3 separate regions of the Rattus norvegicus genome follow, and all the other regions are linked to region 1. A link is a contact called in public Hi-C data. All regions are on one chromosome and are shown on one strand. Each heading gives the region's core, a stretch centred on a gene start, on an enhancer-like site or on the middle of the called end of the contact. The rest is flanking DNA. Distances are from core to core; before and after follow the strand shown. Region 1 has its middle 82 kb from the start of Kcnrg. Region 2 holds the start of Trim13 (tripartite motif-containing 13). Region 3 has its middle 150 kb from the start of Kcnrg.

Region 1 (3,339 bases), core at 246-2,745:
CCAAAAGGTTAGTCAGGAGAGTAAGATCCTAGTCCCTGGGATAGCGAAGTCTGGACTCAGGAACCAGCTAGTGGTCAAATTCCGCCTGGACCGAACAGAGTCCTCCCGGTCCTTTTGGAACTGGGAGCCGCGGGGGTCCCGGCACCCGGCACCGCCCTCGCCCACTGCACACAATGGGGAGCGTCGAGGGGTGGCCCCGCTGGAGCTTTAGACCATCTTCCCCCAGGATCCCCGCCGGACCCTCGGCTGTGGCCAAACCACCTGATGACCTCCAACTATTGCCCACCCTCACGAGGGTGCAGAGCCTTAAGAGCAGCAGCCTTGGGGGGGGATGAAAACGGAAGTGCCACCCCCTGCAGGCAGGGTGGTGACGTCACCCTACCGCCAGCCTGTAGCGGGGGTGGCTGCCCATCACGTGATCCACGCCCCTCCGAATCCCGCGCGCGCGCTCCCTCCCCCCCACCAGACTCCCACCTCTCCCGCCTCCTCTCCCCAACTTTCGCCCTCCCTGCTCCCTCACTGCTGTCAACAGAGCCAGCTCCGCCTTCCCCTTGCCTCGGCGCCCCCACCTACGGCGACGCAGCGGGCTCCCGTGCTCAGGTCTCTGCTCCTGGAGCGCGGGGTACCCCTTCTCAAACCCTGTCCCCAAATCCAGGCGCTCAGGGAGCGTGGGCCTCGGGGGTGCAGTGGCGGCGGCGACAACAGTTCTCCACTCATTCCTCCCACCGTGGACTAGGCGGACTCTGCAGGTCTGCGTTCAAAGGGGATCGAGACACGCACGGCCTCCCGGGCGCCCCCTCCTTTCACTCTGCGGCCCGCTCTGCCGGGCAGCCCTGCCGAGCTTCGTCTCCCGTAGGGAGCCACGCGCAGATCGCTTCCTGGAGCCCCTCACTCTCTTCTCTCCGTGCACTCCGGGGTTACAGCTTTTTTTTTTTTTTTTTTTTTTTTTTGCCGTCGCTGCTCCTCGTTCTATTTCCTCCCCCCTCGCACCCCCACCCCCGCCACGGTTTCCTTCTAAAAGTGGAGCCTGGTGGAGGGAGAAAAGAAGCCAGAGTCGAAAGGGGCGGTGCGCACTGACCTGTCAGAGACGGTGGAAGACCCCGGGTCTGGGCGAGCTCTCCAGCCAGTGGGGGCACTGGAGCGCAGGGCTCGAGCGGAGCGGCGGCTGCGCTCGGCCAGGTGTCCCCCTAGGCCGGTCTGCGCCGCCCCCTCCTTCGGCGCCGAGCTCTCCGCCCCAACATCGGGGACCAGGGAACCCCCCAGCTCGATTTTTTGTGCAGTTTCAGCAAAGCTCCGAGGAAGTTGGTCCTTTTGTTCCACTATTTATAGATTGCGTCAACATTGCGAAAAGAAGAAGGCGGAGCGGTGGCCCCTCCCCCGCCCCTCGGCCCGCTCCCAGGAGAGAAAAGCCCCAGCACACGACCTAAGTACACAGCGCGCCAGCCGCCCGCCCCCGGGCCTCCGGCTCGCCACTTCCCCCTCCCCCCTCCTGGGCCCGAGCGCTGCCAACCCCGTCACGTGCCCTCCCGGGAAAACCAGCTCCCCCGGGCTGTGCGCCGCCCGCCTGGTTCCGTGGCAGCGGCCTCCGCCCTGCGGCGCTCCCCAGCTTGTGGCTGGGGTCGCGGGCCCGGGTGGTGTGCATGACCTGGGTACCCACACTCTGGCCACTCGACGGGGGATCCCACGGACCCACGCCTTGCTCAGAGTGGCGCCGAACGTCCCGCTCGCTCGGGCGTCTCTACCCCCACCCACTCCGTCTTTGGGAGCGCCACCGCCCTACTTGCAGAGAGCGCGCGCGTTTGGGCCTCGCTTTGGAGCCCACGGCCTGGACAAGTCCCTCTGCCCCCTCGTGCGGCGGCACCCGCAGGCGTTGGCTTGCTAGGCCTCACTCCCCGCACTGATGGCCAACAGGCGTGAGGGGTGCGGGGGTGGCTCCTAGCCGCTTCCAGGCGGCAAAAGCGCGGGGCGCGGGAAGCGCAGGGCGGACGCTCTGGATCCGCAGGTGCAGCTAGCTTCACGCTAGCTTCCTTCTCGCTTTCCTAGTGCTTTAAGACCAGGGAATTTGCGCATCAGATCCTTGACAAGGGAACGCGATTATTGAAGACTTACTCTTCTGTTACAGGAGTGATTGGGGCAAACCTTTAGAAGTTGCCTTTAAACCCGTAGGACGAAGTGATAGGCCCCTCCAAACCCCGAAGTGAAACTGAGCGCCCTGCTGGCCTAAAGCCTAGGCGGAGGGCTCCGTGTAAACAAAAAGTGCGGTAAACACCAAAAGAAGACCTTACAATAAAGCCAAACATAAGTGGTTAGTTTAAGCGTTATTAACTTCCGTAGCTTCTGGTCCCTTTCCTAAGTGGTTGAATTAGAGCGCAGTTGTACTTTTCAGGATCAGAATATAAGTTAGCTACCAGTTCACTGGTTCAGGAAAACAGGCTGAGCTCGATGAGAACAGGAAACGCGTCGGACCTTTCCCAGCAACTGGAGAGTGGTAAACAATCTAGAAGAACTCCCCCGCCCCAAGTTCGGACCACCACACTTCAGCACGGGCCCCTAGCCCCAGTGAGGGGCATGGAAGTTGGGTAAAGGGGGGGGGAGTTGGGTAGAGGGGTGGGTCAAAACTTGGTAGGGTTTTCTTTTCCAAGAGTTAGTTGGGGAGGAAATAGATATGCCTAGAGTTGAGAAACCTTTCCAGATTTAGGCCCGCTTTCTTTTTCTCTTTTTGTTTCTTTCTCTCTCCCTTTTTAAAGGAGAACCTAGATTCTAAAGCTTAGAACATGGCTTCCAAGTTTGCTGTGTGTGCGCTTGCTAAAAGAAGGAAGTGAGACAATATAAAGTGAACCTTTGCAGTGGTCGCTTCCTTTCTAAAGTTTGGAACTGCAGGCCTGACGGCTTCGGTCGCCCACACCTGGGGCACGCAGAGCCTAGGGTGGGAGGTCATTCTTTCTTTCCTGTCCTCTTTGCAATTTACCCAAAGGCCCTAAGCTACTGCTTTCCCATTTTTCTACCCTGTTCATTTTTTAGCATTTGGAAAACAAAGCTCTTAAAAAAAGCAGATTCGTTTCTTTCACACTTTGGTTACACCAATATCTAAAAATTATGTTTCTTTGCATTTAGTAAACTAGTCAGGGCCTGCTGATCCTTCCCACCCCCGCAAGGGTTAGCGTGGTCATGGTTGCCTTACCCCGTCCCTTGACTTAAGGCTCAGTGTCTCAGCTATTTTGTCAAGACACCGGCTCCCCTCACCCCCTACTTTGTTCTTTCACGGTCTTCCTAGCCACGGAGGGGAGAGAAGGAAAGCAAAACGAAACCACTCTAGGCGAGTCAGTAAGAGCCACTTCC
Region 2 (3,339 bases), core at 384-2,883, 92 kb before region 1:
TCCAGGGTTTTGAAATCGATGGGAAAGCACTCTATCACTGAGCCACAGCCTCATTCAGTCTTTATTTTGGTTTTTTGGTTTTTGTTTTGAGACAGGACTTCTCTGGGTAGCTTTGACTGTCTTGGAACTCACTATGTAGAGCAGGCTGGCATAATGGATGGCCTCAGCCTCCAAACTCTGGGATTAAGGCCTGTTGCCAGCATATTATGCCCAAAGTTTTGTTTGGGTCTGGGACAAAGCTTTCATTTGCACTGACATTTTTGGTGCTGTAGAAAAGAACCTGTCTGTTACAAGGTACTTGATTATTGTACATAGAGTACCGTCAAAGCCTAGGTGTAGATATCTGTTCATCAGATGCAGTTAGGTGAGTCCAGTAGAGAAGCAGTTTGGGTGTCCCTCTAAAAGGCTCCTTAGATAAGATGCTAAAGAATGTAAATTCCTGACTATTTTAAGACAATTGCTTGAGAGAGGTCTTGGTTTTCTAAGACCAGAGGCTAAGTCAACTGGGTGGCCTTGAGCTATACTACCATAAAGGCGACACGGTTTGGCTCCTACCCTCTTGTCTTGGAACCTCCCCATCATGACGGTGCCTTGGTTCAGTCTGCCAAGGGTGTAAGGGAGGAGCTAGAGGTTAGAGACTTCTTTTATATCAAATGGACCAAAGATAGAGCTCCCGGTCCCCCGCCTTTTTTTTTTTTTAAGCTAGGAAGATCCTTTCTAGAAGGAGCTTCAGAAGTTTCTAAGGAGCTGGCAGTGTAGTTGTAGGATCAAACTTGTAAATAGATATTTTATGTATAGTTTAGAAAACGAAGCTACCTCACTGAGCTAGTAGGTTTTTACCCCAGTTTATGCCTCCCGTCTTTATTGGTATACATATTAAATAATTTAACCAGTTACACGTGTTTTTGGAATGTGATGCTACCCTCCGGAGGTGCGTCTTGTTTTCCCACCTTGTAGAAAAACCTGTTCCCTTGATTCGGCTCTTGATTCCACTGTAGGTGCTCTCGTGAGGACTGAATTAGAAATCACGGGGATTGTTCTTAGAAATGGTGTAGCTGGGACCACACGCAATGGGGAGGAGGAGATTTTCATTGACTCGGAAAGGGGCTTTCCCCAAAGGCTGCTCTCAAAGGCTGACCTTCTCAAGGCGGTAGTGGACGTGCTCCTCCAGCACTCACCCGGCATTTACCTCGGGCTTTCAAATTTGGATAGGAACCATCTTTTTCATTCTCTGTAACCACGGGTCTCCGCCAAGGAGGAGGATATCAGGAAAGTCAGGGCAGCTGCTACGGGCAAGATATTTTAAAACCAGTTAAAAGTTTTTGCCTCCGAGGGGAACCGCAGTGGTGCCTTTCTGCACAGCTGGGTCAGTGGTGTTCGACCTAGCGATCGCCCGGTCCTCTGGGTCCTGAGATTCAGGCAAAGTGATATGAAGGGTTGGGCTATGTTTTGTTTTTGTTGTTCCTGAAAAAATGCAAAGAACAACAACAAAGATTACAACAACCTAAACCCATCCCGTCGCCTTAGCTTCCCCAGGAGCACTTCCCAGGGGTTGGGCGACCTGGGCAGTGCGCAGGCGCGAGGCGGCGGGGCGCAGAGGGCGTGGTCGCCGTGTCCATTTCGCACCGGCGCAGCCGGACCGCAGTTGGTGGAGGTGAGCTCTGGGTAGGGGCCGAGGGCCGGGAGTCGCTGGCCCTGCGCCAGTGGCCAGGGACACACGCGTGGGCGGTGGCGAGCGGCGTGGTGTGGCGGCAGCGGTCCCGGTGTCGCCGCCCGGAAGGTCCGCGCTCCGCTGTGGAGGCGCTCTAGCCAGGAGAGGGCCAAGAATGCAGATTTGTGTGTGTAACACTCTTTCTCTTTTCTCTACAGCGTTCTCCAGTTTTACAGTCAAACCGTGGGGAAAAAAAACCCGGCTTTCTCCAGAGAAAGAGTAAGCGTGCCAAAAGCACATGCTTGCTGGGAACAAAGGTAAACGGTAATATTTTCTGGTATTTATGAAGGGGAAAAATACCCGATTTTATAAGTCCTAGGACCATTCCAGATGGAACTACAAAGAATAAATGTCTTCACCCACCTCTTTCAGTAATAGGTGGCCTTTGTTCTTTCCATATTTCAAAATTCAGAAGCCTTGCTTGCCTTTCATTTCTTTGGTAATTACTATATATATTTATTAAAATTGTGCATTAAAGGAACAAAAGGGATCCAGCAGCATTTTTCCTGTGTGGTTTGTCTTAGTTGTCCAGCTATTGGGGCTCTAGATGAGGGCTTGAGTTTCCCTCTGCAGCTCTCTAGACGTTTGCATGAGGAGCTCTTTTAAAACAAAATGTCAGTATATAGGCATTCTTTGTGCTAGGGTTCAATGGGGCTATTATGCCTTTTTCATTGATTTTTTTTTTTTCTTTAAAAGCTTTTGGTGAGGAAAGAACCCAGTTTTGAGCTATGCTAGCATATTCTACCCCGGAACTACGCCTCTGCCCTGCTTAAGGCTAAGCCTCGGTTTCACACAGCCTAGGATCACCTGAAAGCAATCTGAACTGAGTACTCACTCTTCATGCTGGTCTGTGGACTTGTCTTAGTTTACACAGGAGAGGAGCACACTGTGGGCAGCTCTGTCCCTAGGCTGATGAATGTGGGCTGTTATGGGCCATGGGCAGCCAGCAGTCCACATTCTTATGGTGTCTGCTGCACTTTCTGATTGTGAGTGGGCTCCATGTTGGAAGGCTTTGTTGTGGGGAAATAGGAAGCAGTTTTGTCTTGAGTTCCTGCCCTGACTTTCCTCAGTGATGGGTTGTAACCTTTGTCAGTTGATTCTGGTCAGTGTTTTACCATGTGTACAGAAAGTGACAGGTCCAGGCCCGAAAGACCCATGTCTTCAGGCTTCTTTTCTCCCTAGTAGAACTAACACCGAACTGTTCTTTTCCTCCGTGCACTCATTCTTGGGTTCTGGAAGTCGATCACACTGGGCAGGTGCTTTCCTGTGAGCTGCAACCTCAGCCCTGCTCTCACCCACCCCAGGTCATGCTTCTGTGCCCTGGTTGTATTTAATTTCAAGTAATAGTGACAATCACTTTATAAAAGATAAAGCCGATACTTGTGAAAACCATAGTTTTAAAAGAGATGTTTAGCAGTCTGCGGAGTAAACTTGCGTTTAGTAAAGGTGCTGAGTTACTCCCCACCACTTTGTTCCGGGGGTCTAAGCCGGTGTCTTCAACGTTCTGAGTGCACCTCCACCATTTGATATATCCTCAACTCTCAGCACTCAAAGGTCTCCTAGTTAGACCAGGCTGGCCTTGAACTGACATACCTGCCTGCTCTTGCATTCAGAGTGCTGGGTTTGGA
Region 3 (3,339 bases), core at 580-3,079, 72 kb after region 1:
AAAGAGGTCCCAAGGGAAGTTGTGTCAATCTGGCTCAGAAGGGGAAACTGAGTCGTCATCAGAGGTGGATGGAGAGAGGGAACTGGGAGTGAGAATGGAGGTGGGGGTGGGGTGTATCTCTGGTGACTACCGGGGAGGCCTAGGACTGGAGAGGATATGGGAGTTTATGGGAGTGACCCTAGCTTTGATTCCTACCAGAGGGGAATACAGAGACTGGCCACCTCCTGCAGCCAGGCAGGACTTCCACTCACAAAACCTTTAACCAAAATCTTGTCCTGCCTTCAAGATGTGCAGGGATAAAGATGGAGAGGAGACTGAGGGAACGGCTAATCAATGACAGCCCCAACCCGAGACCCATCCCATGTGAGAGAGCCACCCCTGACCCTGTATAATACTCTGCTCTGGTACGAGACAGGAACCTAGCACAAGTGTCCCCTGAGAGGCTTCATCCAGCAGCGGATGGAGGCAGATGCAGAGACCACAGCCAAACGTCAGGTGGTGCCTGGGGCGTCTTGTGGAATAGAAGTGAGCAAGTCAGAGGGGTCAAGGACACCACAAGACCCACAGTCAACTAACCCGGGACCATGGGGGCTCACAGAGCTTGGGCCACCAACCAGGCAGCATGTAGGAGCTAGACCTAGACTCCCTACACACTTAAAGCAAATGTGCAGCTTGGTCTTCCTGTGGCTCCCTCAACAAGTGGAGCAGGGCTGTCCTAGCCTCTGTTCCCTGCCATTGGTTCCTCTTCCCCTACCTGGACTGCCTGGTTGGGCCTCAGTGGGAGAGGGTGTGTGTAATTCTGCTGGGACTAGATGCCCCTACCCAGTGGGAGGGGGTGTCCCCTTCCCTGAGGAGAAGGGGAGGGGACAATGGGGGGGAGTATGAGAAGGGGGAGCGGGGCTGTGATCTAGATGTAAAGTGAATGAAAAGTCTCTGTACAATGTAATGTGCACACAGACAGTGGATTGACAGAACTATGATAAAAGCACACAGCTGTAAACCCTGATGAGGATTGGCTCAGGATGTTACCACATTTTAGGATACTCTCTTTGCATTCCGTCCTGTCATCTCCACACCCTGCCTCAGAGGCAGCTGTCCTGACTTGTTGCCTATCATGAAATAATTTTGCTTTTTCCAGAATTTACACTTAGAACCATGCAACTGCTTTGGGGGAATTTAAAAAACAAAACCTTTTATTTTATTGTTAACGCTGAATTCCTGGTGGGATAAAACATGGGCCTCCAGGTCCCTGGGTGCTCAGAATTACAGATTTTCATCCAGGATAGAGCAGCCGTGGCTCAGTGTCCAGCTGACAAGAGAAGGCTTAAGTGCTTTCTCGGGCAGCTCATCCTTATGACAAGATAGCAAAAACGTGAAGAGGTGTTGGAAGAGAAACTGGTTTTAAAAACACACGCGTATGTAGGAGTCTGGCTGAAGAATTTCAGTCACTGAATGCACACAGACCTGCCATGCGTTTGCCCAGCTGTCCCAGTGGGGGCGGGGCAGGGTTTTTTTTTTTTTTTCCTCCTCAGCCCTGGCCCAGGGATGGAAGGTCCACTCTTTCTTTTTCTCCGTAGTTCCTCTCTCTTTAGCTCATTCTGGTTTCGTCCTCTTCCTTGCCTGCCGGCTGTGAGGCTGTGATGTGAACATCGGGGTCTGGAGGTGTTCCTTCCCACAGTGTTCTCTCTCCCCGCAGGGCTGGGGAAAGGGAGGGAGAGCAGCCAGCCCGCCTTGGTTCTGAGTCAGCAGCTCTCCCCTCCCACCCCGGGAGAGGCTATGCCAAGTCGCCAGCCCTTCCAGACTGGAGCACAGAAGTCCCTAGGGACCATGTCTGGTGGGACATGGAGAGAGTGAGAGCCAGGAGCGGGCATGCCACGTGTTCCTGGGTGTGTGCACTCCGCTAAGCAGTTCTTACATAGCCTTCCTGGGCCGTTAGAAAGCATTTGAAAGTGGATATTGCGCAAATACAAACTGGATACATTATGTCTAGAACGTATAATGCAGTTTTCAAAAAGTTATAAAACCTCTCGAAGAGGGGTTTCCTCCTTTAAGTTTTTGTTTAATTCTTATAAAAAGCCTTAAATACAGTACAGCTTTTCAGTCTGCAGGCGTAGGAGCATAACAAATTCTGTCCCCAGGAGATTACTGTGTCTTTGGAAGCTCCATCATTTGTTCTATTTTTAGCCAAGGAACCATATGCATTTTTTGAGTAAAAGGCTGTCCTATTACTGTTTGGGAGTTTGTTTTTATAAAACCACACACTGCTAGATAATGATGAGAAACATTTCTAAGCTCAGGGTACATGTATTGTGAATCATTTGCCTTTCCCTTCGTTGTGAATAAAATATATTAAAAATTCCCGTGATTTATTTATTTTCACATAGCTCACTTGCCTCACAAGACTCACAAGATTTATTTCAGTAGTCACCAAAAAGTCAATTCCCAAATTCTCAGATTTGTGTAGCAATATCTTAGGAACTCTGAGTTTAACAAAAACCCTATCAGCTTCCTAGACATGGTAATGTCCTGAGGTTGAAGTAACAGTCTTGAAGAAATAATAACATCTGGCTACATGCCTTAGAGAGTATGTGACGTGTTCATATCTAAAGAACATGCCATATCCTATTTCCACCACCAGTTCTGGATACAGTGATACGATTTTTAATTAGTCTAACCCTTTCGTGGGGATGGTTTACTGATTTAAAAATACTCAGCAAACACATGGATGCTGTGTCTTACATGTTCCTCTTGTTTACAATTTTTCTTTTTTTTTTTTTTTTTCCGGAGCTGGGGACCGAACCCAGGGCCTTGCGTTTGCTAGGCAAGCGCTCTACCACTGAGCTAAATCCCCAACCCCTGTTCCTCTTGTTTAAAAGATGACTTGAGGGAATCCAGATTCGGTGTTTGTCCTGCCCTCCCTGTAACTGAAACCACCGGCCGAGCGACCTTCAGACATGTTGCCGCATTGCTGGAGAAGCTCACGGTTCTTCCGTGGGGTGATTTGCGACTTACCGTGAGAAAGGTGACTTCCTGAAGACTATGTAGTTAGTAATTTTGGCCCTGCTCTTGGTAGGAAGCAGGCAGGCGTGTGTCCTCAGTCACAGAGATCCTTGACACCCGAGGAAGAGCAGCTTTCAGAACTCTTTTTTGCCACTTTTTCAGAACTTTTTTGCCACTGCCATAGTGAGATGCCTGTGGAAATGGTGTCTCCTCTAAGGCTATTTTCATTATAACACAAGTGAAGAATTATCATGGGGTGAGTTGTTTGTAAACATTTTGTTCTAAAAAGAACACTGGCCAACGACAAACAGTTTTGTCTTCTAAGGTGAATATATAACT

Evidence for each region. Hi-C and Micro-C count contacts between places; a contact is called where the count stands out from the background.
Region 2: a contact with region 1 is called in a Hi-C map of liver, with 1.5 times the contacts expected there. The contact joins the promoter of Trim13 here to the enhancer-like site in region 1.
Region 3: a contact with region 1 is called in a Hi-C map of Schwann cells, with 2.7 times the contacts expected there. The contact joins two enhancer-like sites. A contact is called at or near these places in 2 of 12 Hi-C or Micro-C datasets (Schwann cells and mammary epithelial cells).

Annotation. Positions count from the first base shown.
Region 1 is chr15:40,030,481-40,033,819 of GRCr8, forward strand. No RefSeq gene overlaps it. Among named protein-coding and RNA genes, the nearest start is that of Kcnrg, 82 kb to the left of the region's middle. Within about 2 kb of position 1,496, at least 86 of the 93 cell types and tissues checked have an H3K27ac peak or open chromatin away from gene starts, as enhancers often do. A contact at or near this core is called in Schwann cells and liver, where this site is marked.
Region 2 is chr15:39,938,263-39,941,601 of GRCr8, forward strand. It overlaps Trim13 (tripartite motif-containing 13), which reads left to right and starts at 1,634. Exons shown (of 3, transcript NM_001012210.1): 1 at 1,634-1,654; 2 at 1,870-1,968.
Region 3 is chr15:40,101,867-40,105,205 of GRCr8, forward strand. No RefSeq gene overlaps it. Among named protein-coding and RNA genes, the nearest start is that of Kcnrg, 150 kb to the left of the region's middle. Within about 2 kb of position 1,830, at least 50 of the 93 cell types and tissues checked have an H3K27ac peak or open chromatin away from gene starts, as enhancers often do. A contact at or near this core is called in Schwann cells, where this site is marked.